2 separate regions of the Oryctolagus cuniculus genome follow, and region 1 is linked to region 2. The links are chromatin contacts, called in public Micro-C maps. All regions are on one chromosome and are shown on one strand. Each heading gives the region's core, a stretch centred on a gene start, on an enhancer-like site or on the middle of the called end of the contact. The rest is flanking DNA. Distances are from core to core; before and after follow the strand shown.

Evidence for each region. A called contact is a pair of places that touch in the nucleus more often than the background predicts.
Region 1: a Micro-C map of ear pinna shows a contact between it and region 2, with 8 times the contacts expected there. The contact joins the enhancer-like site here to the promoter of TRIB2 in region 2. A contact is called at or near these places in 2 of 6 Hi-C or Micro-C datasets (ear pinna and an unstated tissue).

The regions. Positions count from the first base shown.
Region 1 is chr2:190,956,223-190,963,686 of mOryCun1.1, reverse strand. No RefSeq gene overlaps it. Among named protein-coding and RNA genes, the nearest start is that of LPIN1, 130 kb to the left of the region's middle. Within about 2 kb of position 1,481, at least 3 of the 8 cell types and tissues checked have an H3K27ac peak or open chromatin away from gene starts, as enhancers often do. A contact at or near this core is called in ear pinna, where this site is marked.
Region 2 is chr2:190,031,231-190,038,101 of mOryCun1.1, reverse strand. It overlaps TRIB2 (tribbles pseudokinase 2), which reads left to right and starts at 3,721. Exons shown (of 3, transcript XM_002710045.5): 1 at 3,721-4,750. The coding sequence starts at 4,481.

The DNA.
Region 1 (7,464 bases), core at 232-2,731, 930 kb before region 2:
AAACCAAAAAACCAGCTTCTAGAGTCTCCGTGTCCTTGCTCCAGCAGGAGCTGGGTCCCATCCAGCTATTCTGGAGAGAGTTGCCCCCATCACCCCATAGCCCCTCACTTGGCTGCTTCCCCTGCTGCGTGTTTTGTTTCCAGGCTGTGGGAGCCATGCTGTGCCCCTCTCTGAGGATAAGGTGGGAAAAGGCCACGGGGGTTTCTGCCTTGCTGTTTTTGACCCCTCCTGCCTCCTAAGCACTGAAGGAGGCCGTGTTGCTTCTACTGAAAACCAGGCAGGGACTTGATACTGGAAGGAAACTGGAAAACTGCCAGGAGCTAACCTAGGCGTCTATGGCCCTGAATGACCACCGGGGGGCACCATTGGTTTTGGTTTGGCAGCACAGCCTTTTTAAAAAAAAGTGGTCTGACAAAGGCCCCCTCCTGGAAGTCAGGGAGTTGGAGACCAATCAAGTGTGGCTTGGGCTTGGGTAGAGTGGAGGGAGTTCTTTCAGGGGGCCTGTTTTTGGCACCAAAGGGCCTCCAACTGGCACAGCCCAAATTTCAACATCACTGGCCCTGGTTGTTCAGATCTAACAACCAAGCGTGGCCTCCTGCTCTGTAGCTCCAGCATCAAGGAGCTTGGTGGGAATGCAGATTGTTGGGGTGAGTGTTTGGTCCCGTGGTTGAGACACCCATGTCTCATTTTGGAGTAGCTGCATTTGAGTCCTGGCTTCAGTTCTGATTGCAGCTTCCCACAAATGCACGTCCTGGGAGGCAGCAGGCTTTTGGCTCCAATAGTTGGCTCTCTGCAACCCAAATGGGAGACCTGGATGGATTACCCAGCTCCCAGCTTCAACCTGTCCTAGCCCCTGCCTGTTGTGAGTATTTAGGGAGTGGAGCAGCAGCTGGGAGATGGCTCTGTGTCTCCGTCTGTGTGTCGTAGTGAGAAGTCCTTCAGGGGAATTCTATGCTTGTTCACAAGTCAAACACAGACTTTAGATGGAGTAAAACCCCAGGGCTTAATGCATCTCCAAAAACAGCTCCTATCTGAGTTTCATGTGGCCAGGCCAGGGCAAGCAGTAACTTCTCGGAGCTCCCAGCAACCTGAGACCTCAGGAAGCCACCGGATGGATCCTCTGGCCTCAGCTGCACTCCTGAAAAGGAGCTTGGAAGCCCAGGACAGGTGCTCATCCTAGTCATGGGGTGTCGGTGTGACCCTTTGATACCTTCCCAAGGACCTGAGATGGGGGCCTGACCAGAACAGAGGGGATTCCAGGCTGGGCAGCGGGGGCTGGGCTGGGAGAGTGTGCGAGGAGGAGCCGACTCAGGCTGTGCCCAGATTTCTAATGGCTGCTTTCTTCCTCCAAACTGTCGGAGCCTCGAGGTGCCTGTCCTGGTGCCAGGGATCTTTTCATTGGTGCAGGAAGTCCATTCAGCCCGGCATTGCCTTTAATGAGTTTTGCAAGCAAGTGGCCTCTTCCTGTGACTCATTCTGCCTTTTGTGCACCGGAGATTGTGGTTTTGAGTTTCACTCTGGAAAGGAACCACGACTGCTGCTGCTTTCTCCGCCTGGAATCTGAACAAGTCACATTCATTTTGCAACAAAGCCATGTAAGTGGAGGAGCAGCCAGTCGTCATTTCTCCGATGGTGAAAGCATCCTTTTCCGAGATGCTCGAGGGAGCCAGGCTGGGGAGAAGCGGTTTACACATTCGTTTGGAAGCCGCCTGTTTGTCCTCCCCCAGTGGCTCCCTGGTTTCGCTTTTGTTCTTTGTCTTCTTGATTCATATTTCAGGGAATCCCCAAAATAAACACTGCTTGCAGATTGAGTTAGGCTGATGCCCTTGCTTTGATCGAAAGAGACTGAATTCTGGATTAAAGTTTGGGTTTTTCTTTCATGGAGCACACAAAAGATGATGGCAATAGGTGTAATTCCTTGTGCAGTAAAATGTTTACTTTCCTCAGAAGTCAGCTGATGGGACCCACTTAGCTACATTCTTGGGATTAGGGAGTATGTGTTAAGTGGACAAATAGGAGTCTATTATTGGATTTCCCCTCAAATTTAAGGAATATGAGGGACCAGCATCAAAATGTTAATGTTGCATCCAATTACTTTTATGTATTTTTTATAAGGAAAAGGGTTTATTGGTGGGGAAACCCAACAGACCGGAGGGAAGGGGCAAAGAAGGAAAAGAGGGAGGAGAGTATAAGAGAGAGATCAAGAGAGAGAAATCGAGAGAGCCATGTGTTCAGAAACAGCCCTGTTAAACCTGTGCCAGGGTTGGGGGGTAGTGTGGGCCGGCAGGGAAGTGGGACATCAAAGAATAGTCTTGTACAGTATAAAACTAAAAGCAATATTTAAATTAATATTTACTACTGAGTGCATTTAATATTAAGTGTAGACAACACTGTAACTCTAGTAGAGTTTCAAGTCTACTTACTGTCATGTTGTGGAAGAAATTGATGCACCCTAGCTGTGGAATAACCAGGATTTGAGGTTAGCTTGGATGGATTGGTGCTTTGTGTTTAATGTGGTACCATGTTTCATTCAGCTTTGGAGCCTGGCGTACCACCATTCAAATCATCATTCTCATTTTCTTTGACGTCTACAGAACACAGTACTGGGAAACCTCTTATTCCATATTTACATGTGTGTTGACTGCTGAGGAGCTCAGCAGTTTAACAGCAGGGGTGGGGTCCCCGCTCAGTCAGTTGTCTTAGAGGACCAGGGTGGCCACTCACTTGAGTTGGTGCACTTGTACATTCTGCCAGAGACGGCCCAGACCGCGTTGTCCCGCTCCAAGTGCTGTAAACCCTAGTTTGGGTGCCACAGGATCCTTTGGTTGCTTGAGCCATCAGCACACTGAGGGCTTGGTTTGGGATGCTTGTCACTCCTCCTTCTCCTGTGGGATTCTGATGCGTGGATGAAGCTTAAACTGAGCCAGTGGGCACCCATGGGTCAGCTGTAGCTCCCAAAGTCACGGGCTCCCTGGCAACTGTGATAGAGGTAGTTTAGGCCTGACGCCAAATTTGGAATTTTAAATATCTCCTTTTGTCTCCATGGTGGAAAATTCCCACTCTGGCTATGTGAGGTTGACGAGCAGTTTCAGCTCTGCCACTAAAATAGCCAGTGTTGTGGGCTCCTGCGGCGCAGGGGCAGCCTGGCACACGACCGGTTGGGTCCTGTGGCCTGGTCCTGTGCGAGAAGCCTCAGTGCCTCCTTCCTTGGGGCGGCAGGAGGAGCTGTCCGCAGCCGCCCTACAGAGAGTGTCTCCTAAACCTGCGCAGGTGCTGACACCTCTCGTAATGCAGAGGTCCTGTGCATCTGAAGGACAAAGCTGGCACTGCTGTTTGCAGAGAGGCAAAGCGACTTGAGATCTTCGCATATAGAGCTGCTTGGCGGAGCAAGCAGTGGCTGGTCAGATAAGAAACTTCACGTGGACTTGGGAACCCTAGGATGGGAAGTAGCATCCTTGGGGGACAGGGAGGTGGCCCAGGTCCCTCATTCATGCATCTGTTCAGGAATGGAGGCTGGTTAGTTGAGCAGCCTCAAAATCCTTAAGATTGTTCTACATCATTGAGTCACTGGAAAACAGATGGGGATGGGGTCTTAGCGCAACACCTTGAGATGGGTGTGACCTTAGGTGGTGTCTGCCTCACCTGTACACCCACCTCCCCAGCCCTGCAACACTAAGCTGAATGAAAAGCTCCAGGCTTTGGGGTGGGTGTGGGAGAGCCCTGAGGTAACCTGGACATTCATGGGGAGCAGGAAGATAGGACAGTCGCCTTGACTTTGGCCTCAGAGGAGGCGGCAGGAGCACCTGGTGGTCAGCATTGTTTTTATGAATATGGAACCATCAACTATTGTATGAAAAGTACAGTTTAGGAGTGTCAAAATGCAGTGTATGAAAGTGTAAGCTACAAACAGGTAAACTGAGGAGGTCTGGGTGTCCATGGGAGCATCTCAGCACACTTGTAAATAAAAGTCACCTTTCTGGAGGCCGCCTGCTTGTAGCTGGGTGCTGGGTGTGTTGACTTGCTCAGGAAAGCAAGGCTTCTGGCAGCTTCTTGGCCCTGGCCTGCTGGTGGACCACCTCACAGCCATGCACCTCGAGTGTCCCATCTCAGTGACAGCTGCTTTGCTGTGCTTTAGCTCCCAGGTGGCACTCCCCTCCCTGGCGGACACCTCAGGTCTCTTTAAGGGCACTGCCTTGGCCTCAGTGTCTTTCACACTGGCCCACACAAAAGCTCTTTGTGCACTGGAAACTGTAAGCTGTGACCCAACTGGAAGGTGTATTATCATGGCTGTTTTCAAGTCCCTTTTTTTAAAAAAATTATTATCTACTTGAAAGTCAAAATTCCAGAGAGGCAGAGGCAGAGAGAGAAGGAGAAAGAGAAGGCTTCCATCTGCTGCTTCACTCCCCACATGGCTTCAGCGGATGGAACTGAGCTGATCCAGAACCAGGAGCTTCTTCTAGTCTCCCACATGGGTGCAGGGGCCCAAGGGTTTGGGCCATCTGCTGCTGCATTCCCAGGCCATAGCAGAGAGCTGGATCAGAAGTGGAGTATAGGCTGGCGCTGCGGCTCACTTGGCTAATCCTCTGCCTGCGGCGCCGGCATCCCGGGTTCTAGTCCCGGTTGGGGTGCTGGATTCTGTCCTGATTGCTCCTCTTCCAGTCCAACTCTCTGCTGTGGCCTGGGAAGGGGGGCAGTGGGGGATGGCCCGAGTGCTTGCGTCCCTGTACCCGCATGGGAGACTGGGAGGAATCACCTGGCTTCTGGTTTTGGATCGGCACAGTGCGCAGGCCATGGTGGCCATTTGGAGGGTGAACCAACGGAAGGAAGACCTTTCTCTCTGTCTCTTTATCTCACTAACTCTGCCTGTCCAAAAAAAAATGTGGAGAGAGCACCCGGGACTGGAACTGGCACCAGTATGGGATGCCAGCACTGCAGGCAGTGGCTTTACCTGCTACACCACAGCACCGCCCCTCAAGTCACTTTCAACAGTCATTAGCCCCATTTCATGGAGGAGTCTTCTGAAAATCAAAAGTGCAGAGATTTGCTAAGGTCCCCCCAGTAAAAGGCAGAGTCAGGACTTAGGCCTCCAAATCCAGGCTGGCGGCAGAGTCGTCAGGCTCTGTCCCCATTTCTGCAGGTGCGTGCTGTACCCCCCCAGAGCGGCAGTCACATGGGTGGCCACTGGGGTGGTGGAGGTGCAACGGGGCAGTACTGGAGCGCTGGCTGCATCGTGTGCCCACTTGCATGCCTGCTCGCTGCATGAGCCAGCCTGCAGAGCTGCATGCACAGGACGTCCTGGCTGAACTGGGGAAGGAGAAGGGATGTGGAGTGGGGAACCAGCTGTGAGGGGCACTTAAGGCAGCTTCCACATGTTACTCAGGGTTGAGTCACTGTGGGCACCACAGTGCATTGGCTTCTTTAAAGAAGCTCACACGTTTTGAAAACGGGGTAAGGACTTCCTGTTTTGACCAGGAACAGATGCAAACCAGACCCTGTTCTCTCGCCCAGCAGAGCTTGCCCTTTCGATCCAGAACTAGCTGCCAGGACCCAGTTGTGCCTGGGTGGGAGACTGGAGCGTATGTCACGAGTGCCTGTCAAAGACTTGAAGACACAGCTTCCTGGACCTGGAAGCTTTGCCGGGTGCTGTGACACTGACTCAGCGTGAGCTGCTGGAGTAGCGTTGGGCACAGGGTTGAGGACACTGTGTTCCTCTTCTGCCTGCTGTTCTTGTGTGTCACTGATGGATCACAACAGAGCTATAGCCCAAAGCGATGACTCGATCAGTAGCTGAGTTCCTGATGTTTAAACATCCAGGGGAAAATGCCAGTTGTTTAGGGGCTGCTGGTGTTGAGAGAAAGGGGGCAGGGACAGGACATGGCTGAGGTGCTGGCTGTCACCTAAACAGTCCCATATTCCTTCCGTGTTGTAGAGTTGATGCTGACGGCCTGTTAGGGACCACGTTTCCAGCCCTCAACCCCATATCCTATGGGGCCATTTCATATTTTCCCAGCGGGGGTGTGAGGAGTGGTGACCTATATGTATCACTTCTGAGTCAAAGACGTTAAAAATGGGTGTGCCTTTTTCATACTGCTTGTCTCCATCCATCAACTTGCAGTGACTCTAAGGCAGAGCCACAAGACAGAAGGAACCTGGGCCCAAATAACTGTGTGGAAGGCAGCCTGCCCCCCATAAAATAGTGTGAGAGAGAAACTTTGAGGATGGTAAACTGTGAGATCTCAGTTTATCTTGGACAGCAGCTGCCGTCACCTGGCTGATCCAAGGAGTGGGAGCACAGACAATGGACAGGACTCAGATGGGAGAGGAACTCAGGTGGAGAAGGGCCTCCCTAAGAGGGTGCCAGGCTGTGAAGGCTGCAGGCAAAGCATTTAGGCCCATCAGTGCTTCACCCTCGGTTTCATTTGTTCTTTCTTCTCTGTGTACTTTTTTAAGACATCCCCAATTTTTAGTCTATTTCTTAGCAACCGCATCCAGAGTTTGGGGGCATAGAAGGAGGAGATGGGCCCTACGTGGTATGAAATACATGAAGGGAGCACAGCTCTCTCCAGGAGCAGGTGGCTGGAGGCAGGCAGCAGTCCCTGCCTATGGGGCACAGCCATAGGGAGGTGCCACCTCCATCCAAGAGTCCTGTAAATAATGGGGCAGGACCTGACCCTGCTGCTGTCTTGAGATTCAGGGAAGGGCACTGCCATTGGTGTCGCTCCCCCTCTTCGTGGAGGAACGACACTAAACCCTGCGCTGTTCTTTCGTCTGCTCGGCCCTCCCCGGGTTTGCTGCTGGTTCTTCCCGGGTTGGCTACTGTCCCTTCCACCTCCGTGGAAGGGCGGTTCCCCCTGGCCACATTCCCCACTTCCGCAGGGGAGCGGCACACCGCCGGCCGGCTCTCTCGGGGGCTGCACAGGTGTTCCCCTTAGATGTTCCCCTTAGATGTTCCTGGTGCATGCCGTCTCTCTCCTCCTTTATAGTCCTCCTCTGCCAATCCCAACTCGGCTGCCCACACTCTGAGTACACTGCTCTCCTCCAATCAGGAGCAAGTCCTACAGTTTATTGGTTGAACTGGAGGCAGCTGTGTAGAAGCTGTTTTCTCCTCTCCCAGCGCCATATTGTGGGAGAGCAGATGCATAGAATAAGTCTTAATTCCAGTAACAGTCTAGTCCGGGTTGCTCCCCACAATTGGGTCTGATTCTGCACGCTGCTTCTCCACGGATGGATTTATATCAAAAGAACACTGAAATAAAGGGCTTACATTTCCTTTGATTCAGAAAGCATTTGATCATACTGATTTTCTATTTATTCTCAATGGTCTAAAATCATCTCTTAATGGGTTTGCTAGTTTGGAATCTGAAGTTTTTTTTTTTTTAAAGTTTTCATTTTATTTGAAAGGCAGAGAGACAGAGAAACAGCCATTTCATCTGCTGGTTCACTCCTCAAATGCCTGCAACTACC
Region 2 (6,871 bases), core at 2,472-4,971:
CTTTTTATCTATTACTCTCTTGCTTGTACAGCATGGCAGGTTGCTTTCTGTGGATATATTTCAGCAATAACAATAATAATAGTGACAATTTGGGGCTGGTGTTATGGCGTAGTGGCATAACCCACATCCCACGCCAGGGTACCTGGTTTGAGTCCTGGCTCCTCTGCCTCTGACTCAGTTTCCTGTTATGCACCTAGGAAGGAGCAGATGACCCAATTACTTGGGTTCCTGGCATCCATGTGGAAGACTGGGATGGAGTTCCTGCCTCCTCGCTTTGGCCTGGCCCAGCCACGGATGTTGCAGGCATTTGCAGAGTGAATCAGTGGATCAAAGATCCCTCTCTAGCTGTCAGTCTCACTGCCTTGCAAAGAAATAAATCTTTAGAAAAAATCATAAATATTGAGTTTCTAGTACACATAAGATATTGTGTTAGTTCCTTTAGTGCATCTTCCATAAGTTTCATTTGTTGGCAAAATTCAGATTATAATTCCACTTTACATATCGAGATATTCTAAATTCATTCAATGCCAAATAACTCAAACATGAATAAATGAAAGAGTCCCGCTGATCTTGTACTGCATTTTTCTGTGCGTTTCAACTTGAGAAGAACTACTGAGTCTACAGGCCTAACAAATGTTTAAGGCCCTCCGTGTAAATTAGCTTGTTTATCGTGTGCTGCAACTGCTCCACGAGTCTGCTCAGTGAACACTGAGCACTTCGCTGTGAATTTAGCTTTTAAGACTGGGCAGGGCAATGGCTGCCATACAGCCTCATCCATCAGGTATAGAGGTTTATGCATCAAGAGTTATGTTTTCCTTCTTGTCTCCAGGCTAGTGGGAAGTGCAGTGGTGTTAACTCCCTCTGACCTGCAGCCTGATCTTCGTGCAACTCCAGTACAACCTTGTCACTTGCCAATTTAAATATGCCTCAACTCTTTGTCTTTTCTACAAGGAAGACCTTGAGTGCTGGCTGTGTCTGTTAACACCTTTGTGATCAAACCCCAACCACCTTGCCAGCCCCAGGCCTGACTCCCCCTGGGACACTGCCAATGCTGGAGGAGGATGAGTTGCTAGAAACTTCAGAACATCTCACTCCTTCGCTTATGCACATTCCTTCTCTGCTCGAAATGCCAACCACAATCTTTTATTCATATTATGTTGTGACTCACAGGACTCTTTCAAGGTCCACAAATAAACAAAATATATTTAAAGATCATTGTGTGTCCATATCCAGTGTCCGGCACGTAGTAGGTTTCAATAAATATTTTTGGTTTTGATTAATTCCAGGTTAAAAAGAAAAAAGAAAAATCATATGTTTTTTTGGAGGGAAAAGTCTCGACATCCAGGAAAAGTTGTTCCCTCCTCTGGGCTCCCTTGAGAGCCTGATATTCTACTTGCCACATCATACACAATGAAATTATTTGTTTCCCAGTCTTTCTCTGGGGCTAGACTCATAGCTCCTGGGTGGCAGACATCAAATCTTACTCCTATTTGGATCCTTAACACTCTGCACAGGGCTCGGCTTATACTAAGCCTTCATAGATTTCCTGGAACTGGAAACACAATTCCAAAGGAATCGTGTGAGGTGAGCAGGGTTTGTGCCATGCCCTCAAAGATGAAGAGTCAGGACCCAGAAAGGGAGGGAACAAAGGTATTTCTTGATTCAATCTCCATGTGAAATCAGGAGCCCAGCCAGGACTGCAAAACAGGGTGCAACCCTGAATTCTGGCAAAGCTCCTCTGGCAGCCCCTGACCAGAGACGGCCACACACCTTCTTCCCCACCCACCAGCAGAGGTGGCCTTGGAGCTGCTCTTGACACGGGCCCATGTCTTCGTGGGGGGACGCTGGACTGGAAGACCCCTTAGGCTGTCCTGATCTATCCGCCCAGGATCAGGGATGAAGTCATGGGCAGCATGGCAAGGCATGCCAAGCCACAGGGCCCACTTGTTTCCCTTCCTTCCCAGGAACCGCTGGGAGGCAGTTGCAGACTTAGGGTCCTGGCTCATGTGGGGCCGACTCCAGGGACTCCTCATCATTGGAGCAACTCCCTGGTCCCAGGTGGGCATCCCCATAAACGCCTCTTTTTTCACTCAAATTATCCCACTGTGGGCAGTAAGTTGTAGGTTCTTTACTAACCACGTACAAGACGGGAGGGCGCCCAGAATCATCTCAATGCCCCTTTACCAGCCCCTCCCAGTGTGCTCCGGGCTGGATGGCTTCTCATTACCAAGATCCATTTGGAAAAGGTTCTAGATTTCCAAGGCTCTGAGTGGGTTCAAGATTCTTTGCTCCCGCGTCCCAGCCAAGCGGACTGGAGTTAATAATTCGGCGGTGAAACGGCTGCCTTCACATCACCTTCAGCTTTGAGTGCATCCGTGGTCCATGTGCTAGGGGATAAGAGAGAAGCCCTGCGGCCTGCAGCTGGGCGCCCGCAGCGCTGGTGCCAAGGATTGTCACCCTGGGCCTTCTCGGCACGATGGGCAATGCCCTGAAAGCAGGGGGGAGTATAAAAGATTCAATGTGGTCTGCGTTAAATGTCTTCTTAAGAAAATTAAATACTCAGGCTGGGGAAGGGGAGGAGGTAGTGGCACCAAAGGAAAGCAAGCACACGATTTCTTTTTAAACGGGGAGAGGGATGCTGGAGATAGAATGAAACGAATTCGTGGAGCTCCAGGCAGTGGTACTGTTCCGGGCACCTTCTGGGAAAACAGAGGCGCTCCTCGCTCAGCGCATCCGAGCAGAGTGGGCCAGAGGCTCCGAGTCCGCCCGGCTTTCCGCGGGAAAGCGCCAGGAGGATGCAGGCGCTCGGTTCAAAGGCAGAGCCTTGGCGCGGTCCGAGCTGCGCCGGGCGAACCGGTGGGGAGGCGCGGCCCGCCTGCAGCGGGGCACGTAGCCGGCACGGGGCGCGCTGCCCGGACGGCGCTGGCCACGGCGCCCGGGGCCGGGGGGCGGATATAGCACTTTGTTTACCGCCCCGAGCCCCAGCGCCGGCGGCCCGGGCCGGGAGCCGCAGGGGCAGCAGCGGCGAGGCTGACGGATGGGCACCCGGCTCAATGAGGGGCGGGGGGAGCCGGCAGGGGCGGGGCGGGGCCGGGGCGAGTGTGTCGGTGACATTGAATGGGGAGACCGGGCGCGAGCGGGGCGCGCGCGCGCGCACAGGCAGCCGCGCTCGCGCCGAGATCCCCGGCCGCGTAAGTAACTATTAATACCGCCTGGCCGGGAGGTGCTGGCGTGCCGAGCGGGGGCTGGCCTCGGCGCCGTCGGCCATCCCCTTTCATCCTTAAATACACTGCCCTCGCCTACCGCTGCGGGGCCAGGGAAGAATTAAGGAAGAAGGCGGAAAAGCGTCAATTTTCTCCAAAACAAACCGCGCGGGGCGCTGAGGGTCCGGCGCAGGGGGAGACGGAGCGGTTGCCAGTTGTTCCGAGGCGAGCCGCGGCTCTCCGGCGGGAAGGCGACGCCGCCGCGGGTGGGCCGAGCCAGGGGGGCGCATCCTCTCCCGGTGCCCGCACGATCCCGGAAGCCCGCGCCGGGGAAACCGGAGCCCGCCGCTCCGTCCTGGCCCCTGCGCGCTCTCCCGGCTCGGCTCGCAGGAAGACCCGGAGCGCGGGCGCGCGGCTGCAGCATGCGCCTGTGCTGAGCTCGGCGCGGCGGGCCAGCCCGGGCGGTGTCGCGGAACCTGCGCCCGGCCCGCGCCGCGACTCTGCCCGGCTCTTGCCATTTTTTTTTTTTTTTTTTTTTTTTTTTTTTTTTTTGGCAGCGCTGCGGACCGCTCCAACTTACATGCTCCCTTGCTATTTTTCTTTTGTGTGTGTGTGTAATTTTTTGGAGCGCTCTGGCGATCTTGGAACAGCCTCAGACGCCATCTACAGTTGAAACGTAGGTAACTGCCCTCGCCGGCACCCCCCTCCCTTCCACGCCCCCCACCCTTTCCACCAAAAAAGGGGGTGCAGCGCGGATCCTGGCTGCCGTGCGTCGCGAGCCGGCAGACCCGTGCCGATTTCCTTTTGCTTTTTGTTTGGTTTGCAACGCGTGGAGCCTGCGCCGCCGCCGTGCGCTCCCGGAGGACTGCACGAACCACACACAGCCGGGCTCCTCCGCCCCGCGTGCGATTCCCAAGGCTGCCTGGGCACCGCTTCGGGAAACCCGGCTCTGCAGCCCCCGTCTGCGCGGCCCCGCGGCTCCTCCAGACCCGCGCCGGGGGAAAGAGCGAGCGAGCAACTCCAAGTGCGGCGATTCTGCGCGTCGCTGCCGGCTTCGGGGTAACAAAAGGACCCGGGCTGCCTGCGGAGCGAGTGCCCCCGGGAGCCGGGTTCGCAGGAGACCAGGTACCCGGCGGCGCCCATCCAGGGGCTCCTGACTCCTTCTCCACGCAGCCCCGCGCCTCGCTACCCGCCGAAACCCGGGGCACCGAGGCGCCTGCAGCCGCACTCGTGCCGCCAGCGGGTCTTTTTGTCTGTCGTGCGCGATCCCCACACTCATGAACATACACAGGTCTACCCCCATCACAATAGCGAGATATGGGAGATCGCGGAACAAAACCCAGGATTTCGAAGAGTTGTCGTCTATAAGGTCCGCCGAGCCCAGCCAGAGTTTCAGCCCGAACCTCGGCTCCCCGAGCCCGCCCGAGACTCCGAACTTGTCGCATTGCGTTTCTTGCATCGGGAAATACTTATTGTTGGAACCTCTGGAGGGAGACCACGTTTTCCGTGCGGTGCATCTGCACAGCGGAGAGGAGCTGGTGTGCAAGGTAAGGAGCCGGGGGTGTTGGTGTTTGGGTTAAAAAAAAAAATTCCCTGGGCCCTTGGACAGGGGCCGGCGCGGGTGGGGAGGTCGCCGAGCCCTGAGTCTGGGGGAGGGAGATCCACCGGGTCCCTGTCCGTGGCCTGGATCCGCGGGCTTGTTCCTTTATTTGCTGCTGTCGGACTAGTTGCGAAGTTTTTAGAAAGGTTCAGACAATGGGGCGGGCTGCCGCGGGGGCGTTTTGGGGAGAGCCCGCGGCGGGGAGGGCGCGGGACTGCGCGGGGGCCCCCGGACACGCGTGCTCCCGAGGCTCCCGGAGCTCCCTGGCGCCAGGCCGGGACCCGCTGCCCAGCGACTGGGGCGCGGGGGGCTGGGAGGTTCCCAGTGGCTCTCCCCTCTCGTTCCTGCGTGGATCTGGGAATCCCCCTCTAATTTTAAGACCCTAGTGACTCGGTCCCTCTCGCAGCCATTGTTCTTCGCAGCGTGCAGGTGTTAAACCTTTGTTCCGAAGGTGCCCTTTTTCGGAGACACACAAAGGTGTCCCCTCGGGCTGTGCCCAGGGGCCTGGCGCGGGGAGGCAGTTTACAAAGACCTTGTAGCCTTGATGGGAGATTGGGTGGAAATCAAAGCCGCGGGCGCACCTTCGGTGAAGAGCGGATTGTTGGGGTCCCTCTCTCCCGTCTGTTTCTTTTCTTGTCTAGACTTCCTTGCCTACACGTCCCACCATCAACACACACCTTGCCCCGTCAGCTTAGAGCTTAGCCCTTGGAGCCCCAGGGATTGGCAGGTAGAACCACCCCGGGGACAATTTAGCTGCCTTTTTGTTTTTGACCCTGCAGGATGCCTGGCTTGTGTGTGTCTGTGTCTTTGTGTGCACCCACCGGGCACCAGACAAGAGGCTGAAGAGGGGAAGTACAGTAGAGCGCATTGCTACCCAGAATTGGACATAGATCAAGAATCCATTGTCATTTAATTTTAGATTTGCTCTCTGTTGTTTTTCCTGGGGGGGAGAGTGGGGGTCGGGGGTGGGGAGCCAGGACTCCTGCTGTCTTTGAAACAGGCTCAGTGCACAGCTGTACTACAAATAATGCATCACACTCTTACCATGAGCCACAGACTGCTTTGTGAACTTGTCTTATTTCATACTGGACTGGAGTATTTCATTGCAAAAATTGGGTTTGGTGTAGCTCTCCGGTCGGTTTTGTGATTGTCCGACTCAGACCTTAGGGAGAAACCGGAGCCGCTTTAAATATTGCTTTTTGCTTGGACTGAGCCTGCGGTATTTTGCATCTTTTCTGAGTTATTGAGACCCACAGCAACTGTGCCCATTTGACCAAAATTTAGTAGGCAGTTCAGAGCTGGACTGGATTCTCAGAAGTCCTGCAAGGTTGCACAATAGGACAGTCATCCTTTGAAATGAATGAATTCCACAGAGCTGCTGCCTCCAATGAAATATGCACAATCACCCAGCAGTGAGTGTTTTCACTCCTTTTGCTCAACTTCAGTGCAGCATTTTAATATTTTTCAAAGGCTGAGGATGCTTTTAAGTAGAGAGACTCTGGAGCCAGATTCTGCGCGAGCATCTTGCTGCTACTTCTTTGTTTAAAATCGGAGATGACTCTGGCCTCTGCTCTCTTTTTCTCCCGTCAGACTCTTCAAGACATATTTCACTGCGGGCTGACCTTACAGGGTCAACTGCAGACCTGCTCTCTGGCCTGAAACTGTACTTAATCTGCTGCTTTAGTTATTGCAAAGATGGAATCAGCCCCTCACCAATTACAGTGCGACTGCGAGTGGATTTAAGTGCAGTATCATTGTTGTGCTTGACAGAGGTCATCCCTTTAAGATACAGCGGTTTCTGTATTCTGCCTTTTTACCAGAGGTGACGTGAGGGACTTCTTACACAAGCACAGTTGGATATAGCCTAGGAAGCTCCCAGTGAGTCTTCTAAGACTATTCTGTGAACTACCGCTACTGAGAGAGATGCCCTGAGCTCTTGGTTGACTTCAAGGCTCAGTGAAATGGACACATGAATCAAGTTCCTTTTGATGTCTTGGACTGTAGGGTTCCTGTTTCCTAGGGCTGTGCTGACCCAACGAAAAAAAAAAAGCTTTTACAAAAACAGATC